Linked DNA regions of Zea mays: region 2 is linked to region 1. Evidence: chromatin contacts called from public Hi-C data. All regions are on one chromosome and are shown on one strand. Each heading gives the region's core, a stretch centred on a gene start, on an enhancer-like site or on the middle of the called end of the contact. The rest is flanking DNA. Distances are from core to core; before and after follow the strand shown. Region 1 holds the start of LOC100277016. Region 2 overlaps LOC100384176 (homolog of histone chaperone HIRA).

Region 1 (5,363 bases), core at 2,708-5,207:
ATCGAATACAGGGAGCTGAGGCGGCTTGTAGGACGGGGGCCAAGGTGTAGCCTGCAGCTCAGCGGACAGAGGAGAAGCATCATCAAAAACAAAATTTCCATGATGGAAATTGTCATACCAATCATCTTCGTTGGGAAAACCCTCCTGATGAAGGTCTTGATGCTGAGGCCTTCGGTGTTGCTCGTCCTGAGCAAGATGACGAACTTCTTCAGAGGCTTCGTCTATCTGCCTCTGCAGTTCAGCTACCCTGGCCATCTTTTCCTTCTTGCGTTGAACCTGCTGCTGAAGGATTTCCAGATTTTGAATCTCCTGATCTAGATCATCCTCCGGAGGTGTTGGACTGGTAGCCTTCCTCTTCTGGCTTCGTGCCTCTCTAAGAGAAAGGACATCTTGATTGGGGTCCAGCGGCTGCAGCGTGCCAGCCCCTGGTGCTGAAGCCTTCTTCGGCGGCATGACGAAGGTGATGCTTGCCGAAGATGTTGAAAAGCTCAAGAAATGGAAGTGAGTTCACCGGAGGTGGGCGCCAATGTTGGGGACTTGTTCTCAAGCACTTCAAGAGTTAAGAACAAGGCAACATAGAAAATGTTAATCGTTAATGTCCTTCGTCCTCCGAAGCATTATTTCCCTTAGGATGTAATGACTTGCGGACGAAGGTTATGAAGGACATACCTTCATAAACTCATCAGACAATGACGAAGGTGATAAAATATAAATAATATAAAAGAAAACATGAACAATCATTTATTATTGAGTATAAATAAAAATATTATTGAGTCACAAGTGTACCTTCAATCGGAAGGAAATGACAATACAAGTGTGACGCAAAAAGCGAATGTCAAGTCAGCGTGAACAGTACGGGGATACTGTTCACCTATTTATAGACACGGGACACAGCCCTTACAAAATTACATTCATGCCCTTTACATTTGATAATAACTCTATAGTAGTCTATCGAGGTCTGAATAGCCTTTTCATCTTTAAGTCGGTTCCACTCTTTGCTGTTACGCCGAAGCTTTCCTGCTCAACACCTTCGGCTCTGTATCAAGCTTCGTATTATTCCGGTCTACTGCAATGCCAACTTTAGTCCGAGGGTACCTGTTCACACATTGTACTACAGAAATACTGTTAAATCCTGTTTTTGAGGACCTTCGGACGCCGAAGGTCCCCAACATACACTACATCGACCAAAACATAATTAGACAAACAACAACTGCACACATGAAACAACCTCTTGTTCTCTAACCGCAAATGTGATCCTACCAATGTGTATAGCCGAAACATTTTACACACATCCACACATATACATGCATTGCCTGTCATCAACCAAATCATACGTATTGTAAACTATAAATCAATCAACCTGAACGGGATCAGACTAGACACATGTGCTGTCCACATGGCTCGGCATTTCGTCGAACGGGCAAAGCACGAAGCGTGATGTCGACCACTAGCTGCGAAAACACACAAATTTGTTGGTGGCAGTTCATCGAAAATCACACACATCGGAAAATAAACATCGAGGACAGCAGGGGGTTTCTCACCACGGATTTCGACGGCGTCACGGATGGAGCTGCGCAGCGAGCACGAGAGCGATGACACACGATGAGGGGAGTGGCGAAAGAACGGGAGGGCTACTGCGATGTGGAGGAGAGGGAGTCCTTGCTGCTTGTCGTTGGGGATAGAGAGGGGCAGGGAAAGGCGTTGCTTGGGCGCTCGGATGGGGGAGCCGAGGGGGAGAAGGTCGCTGTGCAGGGTGCCATGGAGCAGGGGAACAGGGAGCTCGGCCATGGCGCTCATGGCAACCACGGCTACCAAGGCCGGCCATCCGAAATGGAGGAGGCGAGCGCCTAGGGCAGGGGGCACGCGCGCCATGGGGAGCTAAGGAGGCCGGCTACGAGCGTGGCGCCATGGACAGAGAGCTGGGCGACAATGGAGCTACGCCGGTGCCATGGACGCCAGGAAGGGGCGCCGAGCACAGGGGGCGGCTGGGAGGCGCGAGAGGGAAAGGGACGCTCGGCCCTGGCTGAGCTCCGAGCAATGGGGCCCAGGGAGGAGGGCGCCATGGGAGGGGAGGAAGCTCCCTGCGCGCTGCCGTGTGGGAGGAGGAGCGCGGGCTGCTGCCGTGAGGAAGAAAGAGACACGGAAAAGGGAAGTAGCGGCTAGGCGGTTGGTGGAAAATAGCCAAATGCAAGTGAGGAGGTCCGTATTTATAGAGGAGCCCTAGCGTTAGGGTTTCTGAATGGGCCAAATGGGTTGGGCTATCCCAAAACACTAAATTGGCTGCGCTAATTATTTTTTTGAGCAAAAATGCTCCTGCGGAATTCGTCTCTATAGAGAACAGAGCGAAATAGAGTTCGAACGAATGGACGATTGAGCGACTAATTCGGCCGAGAGTCTGATTTGATTTCGCTCGAAAATAATTCCCTACGCATGATTCGAAAATAAATCGTCTTAAGATATGACCGACTTTTGGCTTTATGATTGAAAGAGATAAATCGCGACATTTAAAAATTATCGCCGATGTTGATTTTTGAAATTGGATCGGACACAGAGGTATTAAGCCGAGTCGAATAAGAATTTATTTGAGAACAACGCATTGGAGATTCCGCTTTGAAATTTTCTAGCGCACTATTTTAGAAACAATACATCTCTCAAACTTTTGATCGGCTTTGGATTTTTAGTCGGAGAAGACGAATCGTGACATTTTAAAAAATTACTGTCGATACTGGTTTTGAGTTTGGTTCGGACATAGAGATATTTGGCTGAGTCGGATAATAATTGATTAGGGAACGACGCAACAAAGCATTTCGTTTGAGAGTACGGACTCAGATTAATTTTTGGACGTAGATCAAACATCGAGAAATTAGATTTAGACACAGCTCGACTAGCAACTGTCGAGCGCTTAATTAAATCAGCTTTAGACGAGATTTATAAATCGAGATGGATTATCGAGTTTGCATTCGTACCGAGAAATAAAAGTTTTAACAGGCTCCAAATTCGGCCTTCTGTGAGACTGAATAACTCCGAATTCGGTGAAATGTGAATGAATAATCTAGATAATCAGAGACATACGCAAGCGAGAAATAGAAATTTTCACTGAGCATCCGAGATTAGGATAGATCTCCCGACGTAACATAAAATCGACATTTAGGATGTTACATGTATTTCTAACTTAAACTTTATACACATATCAAGCGTCTTATTTCACGATCATAAAACTAATATAAAACTAATAGTAAAAATAGTGAATCAGCTCACCATATCTCAATTTGATTTGATATTCGCCTGAATGATGACAGGCTGACGGAGGCGACATCCGGTAGGAGTAGAGTATAGAGGCGCGGCCAACAAGGAAGCTGGGTGAGTGCTGGCAGCACGGCAACTAGGAGACGGCAGCGCGGTTCGGGTAAAACCGCGCGAGCACTGGACGAGAAAAACGACGGGCTAGACGGCGCTGTAGAGTTGAGGGCGAGCTCGATGGGAAAAAAGACTCGGCTGGAGCTAGCATGGAGGCGAGAACGCCATGGAGTCCGGGGCACGGACGAGCACAGTGGACCCGGTGTCCAAGCGTTGAGCCAGGGCAGACTGGAGAAGCCGACGCTGGGAACGGCGGTCGAGCGCTTTCTGGGCGTGATGCAGCGGCAGCCAATTGCTAGGGGAAGGAGACGGCCGTGGGAGAGGGAGCCCGCAGGAAATCCGGCACCGGGAACAGAGAACAGGGAAGCAGGGGCGCGCGTGGGAGATGGGGAGCTGCGCGCGTCCATGGGAGGGCGGTAGCAGAGAGATGGGCGCGCGCGGATGCCAGGGAACCGCGGCCAGGACGAACGGCCATGGAAACTAAGCTTGAGGGAGCACCGGCCATGGAACCAAGGACGAGCGTGGGAACAGGAAGCAGGGCGAGCGCACGACCGGGCGTGGTGGAGTCCGAGCGGCTGGAGAGATGCTGCGTGGATCCATGGATGACGGTGAATGCATGGGTGAAGCAAGTGTACTGGGAGCAGCGAGATAAGCTGCACGGCCAAGTAAACTGATGCTCCACGAAAGAATCAGCTGGGGCGGCTTGAGGATAAGATTGATGGCCTGTTATGCAGCGTGAGGATAAGGAGAGAAGGAGAGGAGAAATTGGATACGGTGGCAACTTGTGACGTGCAGGCGTTGTAACGATTAAATGCCACGATTTTGAAGAATTTCAGTCGCGATGTGATAAATATCCTAGAATCTAAGCTGAGAGCGGGGAAGATAAATGAGTCATTTGTCTTTTTACATATATCTAATAAATATATATGTTTCTCTCCAATTTGATTTTTTTCTATTTTGTCAGATAAATCTGGGATCTGGGATTTGGATTTAACGAGAAGTAAACGGGTCAATATATAGCGCTATCGGTTAAAGTATTATTTTCTCGGATTTTAAATAGGAAACTGAATCGGCTAACAATTGTTACAGTTTCGGTTAGTTTGGCATCGATTTATTTAAACAGTCTGCCCTTAGTAGTGTCTCTACCGAATTCGTAGAGATCGCTCGAACAAGAGCAAAATACTTAGGTGACCTTTCCAATTAGCCTTAATTGATTAATTTTAAACTGATGCTACAAAATATCCTTGGAATGCGCCAAAACTCTAAAGAACAGTTTTGCAAGGGTGGGAGCATATTCTTTCGAGCAGAAATTCATCCGTGGTGACCCCAATGGTGTCGTCCAGTGGCTCAGCGGAGAAGTCGAAGCCTTTGATGAAATCATAAGTGACCGGGGAGACTTCTGCGCATTCCCTGGCGCACGAGGGGTCGCGGCGACCTTAGAGAAAGCCAATTGTGAACACGTTAAGGGTGCGGCTCAGCCGGGATTTGTTTTCTCGGCGGATGACACCAAAGACCCTTTGGCTGAAGCTTCTACGCTGGGCGGGAGATTTTACTCTGATGTGTGGGTGAAGGGCAGTCGTGAGATGGCTGATGAAGCGATTAGAAAAAATGAGAAAGAATCTCACGACGCTCAAGAAGAAGCTAAGCGAGCTGAAGAAGTTGCTGAGCGCACAAGGCTTATAGGTACTTTTACTAAGGTTTAACTTCGGAGTTCGTTTTCAGCTTCAGAATTGACCAACATTTTTTATTGTAGCTGAACTTTCACCTCCACCGGAGCCATATAACCCTGAAGCTGACCCGACCATGAAGGAAAAATTAGACATAATAAGAACCGCTAATGAAGCCGTTGACGAAACCATCGACAGACTGCTAAATGAAGCTGCTGAAATTGTGCTAAAGGAAGACTAAATTTTTGTATACTTGAAAGTGTAATGCTTGTGTATGGCCTTCGTCTTTTGTAAGAAACAAACATCAAGTTTTTGTATGTATATTAATGTAATATATTT
Region 2 (5,878 bases), core at 3,344-5,843, 110 kb before region 1:
CTAGCGACGGCTGCACCGGAGCTTGTCATCCACAACGACGCATGCGGCCACGTAGGACTGCTTCTAGAGGTCGGACTAGTAGTCACCAAACTTCTTCTTGTCGTCGATAAGCGACGCCAACGCGCGCGCCTCCTGCTAGTGGTCTTTATTCGGGGTTTCTGAGTAAGAAACATGGATTCATCCTTAGCGCTGGTTTATGAAAATGACTCACAAGTTCCTTGAAAAAATATTACGGAGAATAAATATCACGCGTGCAAAAAAGGAATTTAAGTTGAAAACATTATTCAAACAAAAGAAATTGCATGCAAGGCTCTTCTTTAAATACTACTCCCTCCATCCAAAAATATTCAAGAATCTAAGTGATACTTATCTACTACTATTTCAAGTATTGGAAATATAATATCACATATGGAGAATCGAAAGCTATTTACCAAATGGACTGAATCAAGTGCTGAAACAGAAGAACTATGTAATTTCTATGTATCTTTATAGATAATAGGTATTTGCCCGTGGCAAAAGTTAAAATTTAGTATAAAACATTGCGGGTTAAATAAGAAAGAAAATACAAGATTTTTTTTGCAAAATTATGACGTGGAAAAGCTTTATAGGAGTAAAGAAAAGCAAAGAAATGACTTCTATGTCTAGTAGAGAAGGAATCTTTGTAATTGGTTGATTTCGGGTGGATAATCTCTGCTGCCTTCACATGTTAAATTTTGTGGGTAATGCATACTCTTTATTATCGAAGAGCTACTACCAGTGTAAAATTTCGTCGACTTTATCTTAAGACCACCTTTCCAGATAGACAACTACGCCACGATTGAAAACGACACGTGTTTGTAGGCCCGCGAGTTCGCGAAATTATTAACGGAATGGACCTGATTACCAAAAACAGGTTTCCTTATGTACGATCAGGAAAAATACGCACACATATTCCAACATAACGGCTTCGTTTCATTATTTATGATCACCAGAGACCAAGATACAACATAGGATAACAAAATGCATTAATCCCAAGAATCGTAAGCTGTGGACATAGTCGTTCAAAGTTTCACCGTGTCTTATTATGACTAATCAAATACCATCAATGGAATAAAACCCATGAATAATCCCAATAGAGGCAGCTTAGGCAGACACACCACCACGACGACACTCGTTCAACATATTAAGGTTAAACTGCATCAACCGAAAAAGGCAGTGACGACATCATCAAATCAGTATACGGAGGGAGAGGGAGGATCGCGGCCATCGCGGCGGCTCGTGGGGGAGGATCGCGGCCATCGTGTGAAACAGTAAGACGCACGACGATCGCGGCCACTATCTTTTGCTTCGAGGGTGAGGATTGAGCAGGGACAGATCGACGATGCAGATTGACTGAAGGCAGAATCAGGTGGAGGCAGGCTACCCCCTTACAACCTTAATATAGTAGTATAGATTACTGTACATCGGACGGGACGACGTATATACTTGTATCAACACGTTAAAAGTTCATCGCATTCGAACGACTTTTTGCATGTGAAATTGGAAATCCGTTGGGGATTTTGCGTCGTGTCACCGTCCAGACGTGGAATTCGTGTTTTTATTCCGGAACCCCTCTGATTTGATTGGTCAAAAAAGGAGGAGAAAAAACGATCTTTTGCTTTGAGGGTGAGGAATGAGCAAGGACAGATCGACGGTGCAGATTGGCTGAAGGCAGAACCAGGTGGAGGCAGGCTACCCCCTTACAGTCTTAATATAGTAGTATAGATGAATTGAAGCGAAGATTTGAACTTTATGTTGAGTAACAATTTAAGAACTTTATTATACCATGTAACTTAAGTATGATTTCATATTTCATGGTCACAAAAATTTTACTAGTATTTGAGATATTGACGGTCAAATTGATGCCTTGTAGACCACACTGGGTCAAACTGTTCCTTACATTTTGAAAACTAGCCAGTTGCCCGTGCTTTAGTACTATTTTTATATATCAAATAAATAGGTATTAAGATATTTATTCAAATATAATTATTGTTTATTTAGAAGGGAGGGCCTGGTGCAGCGGTAGAGCCTACCGTTTGTAACCAGAAGGTTCCGGGTTCGAGCCCTAGCCTCTGCATATTATGCGAGTAAGGCTTGACGCTTAAAGCTACCCTTCACCTGACCCTCCACAGTGCGGGAAGCCTACGACACTGGGTATGCCCTTTTTTATAATTATTGTTTATTTCTAAACACTAAAGTATGTGTGGTTTGGTGGTTAGCCCTAAACTTCTAGAGCAGGGGGGTTTGGGTTCAAGTGCTCGCTCTGCACTATTTTTTGCGCGGTGTGGTGGGTGGACCCAGAGTGTCAGAGTGGAGGGTGAAGCCATGGTAGTTAGGTTTTTAAGAGAGTAGTATAGGTATATAATTTCTCTCTGGCATCCTTCGCGTGCATAAATACCGCATGATTTGACCGATGATTTCCATGTATACATGAGACTATTTTTTGCGCGGTGTGGTGGGCGGACCTAGAGTGTCAGCGCGGAGGGTTTGACCCTGGTAGCACCAGGTGGCCACATTAGATTCTTAATAGAGTAGTATAGATGAGGGAGAAGTACTATGTAACCCCAATCAATTATTGTTGGAATAGGATTTTATGTTCTCACATTTGACTGCTCTTAATTAACTAGGTTTACACAAAATGTGGAAGACGAGCCATGCCGGCAATGATGATGGGATCTGCAGCTGTTTTTATAGACTGTGATGACTGCTGGAAATTGCTTCTTGTCACAAGAAGAGGTTTAATGTATATATGGGACCTCCATAACAGGACCTGCATTTTGCAGGACTCATTGGCTGCTTTGGTTGCATCTCCAGATGAGTCATCAGCAAATCATGCAGGTAACTATTTGTACATCCAGTCTTTAGTTCTCGCGTACAGACTGAGATGGTGATTCTGAACTTTGCTGCATCTTAGTGTTTGCTGAAATAGTTGGTGCTTAGTAGTTATCTTTGCCATGTTTACAGGTGCAGTAAAGGTTATATCTGCTAAATTCTCAAGATGTGGTTTTCCCTTAGTTGTCCTTGCCAGCCGTCATGCTTTTCTTTTTGACATGAGCATGAAGTGCTGGTTAAGGATTGCTGATGATTGTTTTCCGGCATCAAATTTTGCCAGCTCATTTATTTTTCCCCAAGCTGGAGAGCTAGGCAAGTTGCAGATTGATGTAGGCAAGTTTATGGCTAGAAAGCCTATATGGAGCAGGTCTGCATGCACCTCTGATTGCTGTAGTATTATTGAACACTATGCCTGTGGCAAGCTAATGCACTGCATATCAGAGCTAGCTCAAAACATACTGATGTGGGAGTTTCTGTTTCAGGGTTACAGATGATGGTTTGCAGACACGTGCCCATTTAGAGACCCAGTTGGCAGCTTCTTTGGCTTTGAAGTCACCACAGGAGTACCGCCAATGCCTCCTATCCTACATACGGTTTCTGGCAAGGTTAGTTATGTGGGCTCAGGCGCTCAGCTGTCTGTTAAACTGTCAGTGACAGTTTACTGACACGTTTATTTTATTTTTCTTCTTTACATGCAGAGAAGCAGATGAATCCCGTCTACGTGAGGTTTGTGAGAGCTTCCTAGGTCCTCCCATGGGCATGCTTGGATCTGAGTCATCTACGGATCCCAAAAGTCCAGCGTGGGATTCTGATGTTCTCGTAAGTCTATCTTTCTCCCGACATGTTAGTGTTACACAATAATAACCATAGTTCATGAACTGTAAATAGATGATGCTCCAGTTCTCATATTCTTAGCGTACATGATCTCCAATTTCGACAAGTAACTGATGGCAATTGATGTACAGGGGATGAAGAAGCACCAACTCCTCAGGGAAGACATACTTCCATCGATGGCATCTAACCGGAAAGTCCAGCGTCTGCTCAACGAGTTTATGGATCTCCTATCAGAGTATGAAGCTGCTAAGAGCAAAGTTGACCCAATGGATATCACACCGGCGCTACCACAACAAGCACCAGAAGCCAATGCCAACGTGGTCACCTCGTAGCTGCACCAGTTCCGTTGATAGTTCCGTTGCTGGCGACTTACTGACCTCTCGGTAAGTATGATAGGATAGCAATCTTGGTAAGTCCTTATATGAATCAATCAATTAGTTGTGCTTGTAACTGGTAGATTGTTTAGCGAGGGAGGCGACCTCAGGCAAACATTGATATTGAACCCGTTAGCTGTAACGCTGTGTAACAGTAGAAGAAAGAAGCTGAGGTCGCCAGGTAATTTATTGTTAAACTGTAGGAGGCCGGGTAAACTCATGCCCTTCTTGTTCCAAGCTACCGTATGCAGTGGTGGCCCACTGGCCGTGTGTATTTTGGCGAAAACCTGCGTCGTCAAAAACTGGCATTGACATCTTTTAGAGGAACAGGAACAATGAGCATTTCGGCGGTGATGATTGAGCGGGCACGCCATAAACATGTGATTTGGATAATTCTTTATGTAGAGCGGCTTTTATATGTGTAAACAGAAACAGAAAATGGTGGCTTAATCCAATCGTCAGTTGGAGAGGAACCGGTGGATCTTGGGCCTGAAAGTCTCGGCCTGTGTGCCATTGCAAGTTGTGTCGTTGTCCTTGTCGGCGGCAGCGTAGTAGTAGTCGTTGTCCTTCCTCCGGACCACATACACACTGTACGGCTGCAATAGTGTCTCTGATATACCACAAAAAAAGAAATAGTTGATCGATCATTCACCACAAAAAAAGGGTCCACATGCCAGCCTAGTGCACATGTGAGCCCATCATCTTTGATCTAACCGTCAACTGACAATTTTGCAAAGAGACCTTTCCGTCCGCTCAGCCGTACCCGTAGCGCAGCACCCGGCCACTCCTCCAGTCTGTCAGACCTGGCGGAGGCTGATGGCCCTATTGACTGCAATGACACACACTGCAGAGGCCGCCCCATCCTGTGCAACACGATGGAGCAGCAAAGCAGGCTGTACTGGTCCTGTTTTCAGCCATGTAGATGACGTCCATATCACTGCACCTTCTCAATTGAACTAAAGAATATGCAGCTACTTGGTCATGTCCCCTTGCTGCATTCAGCCTAAGCTACTCGTGCAAAATTTCTGTATGAATACCAATCATAATTCAGAAGAAAAGAATACTAATAAGAAGAAACATCAGATAATGGAACAAAATAAGTTGATGTCAGAAAAAGTGCTGGTAGTTATTGTTCTGCATAACTTAGAGAAGATGAGCAAAATTGTAAAACAAAACAACAGGAAATTCATATTTTGAGGTGGCTAATTCATCCCATTCTTTCCCTTGTGTGGCTTAGGTATTTCTTTTGCTCTCTTGATTCTTTTACTCCTTCCCTTTGAATCAACATCAGTTGGTGGATGAACCACAACTGTTTTTGGAATGTCAGACCGTATCTAGCAGTTCACCTATATGGTCAGCTAAAACACTGTTTTGCATGGTAGACTGCATTGTTCACATAGTAGAGTTGGAATATCAGTATGAGGATATGTAAGCTGTTGAAAATAGCCTCACAACAAATGAAACTCTAATATTCTTCTTGAGGAGCTTGCACTGTGGTAGGCACACTTCCACCAAAACAAGCCTCTATATTCATCATGCTTGAAACCATGAAATCCATTCCTTCATCAGAACCCTTTTCATCTTTGAATCTGTTGAGCACCATATGTGCCACCTAGAGAGGCCGGACGGTCCGGGCCGAGGACAGGACCGCCCTAGGCGCGCACGGTCCGCGTGAAGATTAGATCAGGCGGTTTAGCCACTTTTTTCGTGCATGTTTATCCATCTAAATCCGCTGATTCTATTGGGGAACGCCTAGGATGAGTCCAGACCTCTTCTTATATATATGAAGGGGTACTATTGGGGGCCTGCTTCTTCGTCGA

What was found. A called contact is a pair of places that touch in the nucleus more often than the background predicts.
Region 2: a Hi-C map of leaf shows a contact between it and region 1, with 4 times the contacts expected there. The contact joins the enhancer-like site here to the promoter of LOC100277016 in region 1. A contact is called at or near these places in 2 of 25 Hi-C or Micro-C datasets (both in leaf).

The regions. Positions count from the first base shown.
Region 1 is chr7:63,211,352-63,216,714 of Zm-B73-REFERENCE-NAM-5.0, reverse strand. It overlaps LOC100277016, which reads right to left and starts at 3,957. Exons shown (of 1, transcript NM_001165498.1): 1 at 3,111-3,957. The coding sequence starts at 3,764. The coding sequence ends at 3,255. It overlaps LOC103632397, which reads right to left and starts at 2,371. Exons shown (of 2, transcript XM_008654233.2): 1 at 1,542-2,371; 2 at 1,134-1,451. The coding sequence starts at 1,872. The coding sequence ends at 1,345.
Region 2 is chr7:63,323,161-63,329,038 of Zm-B73-REFERENCE-NAM-5.0, reverse strand. It overlaps LOC100384176 (homolog of histone chaperone HIRA), which reads left to right. Exons shown (of 10, transcript NM_001362248.1): 6 at 2,646-2,856; 7 at 2,983-3,217; 8 at 3,333-3,455; 9 at 3,549-3,669; 10 at 3,816-4,344. The coding sequence ends at 4,016. Among protein-coding and RNA genes, the nearest start is that of LOC100384176, 9.4 kb to the left of the region's middle. Within about 2 kb of position 4,593, at least 16 of the 20 cell types and tissues checked have an H3K27ac peak or open chromatin away from gene starts, as enhancers often do. A contact at or near this core is called in leaf, where this site is marked.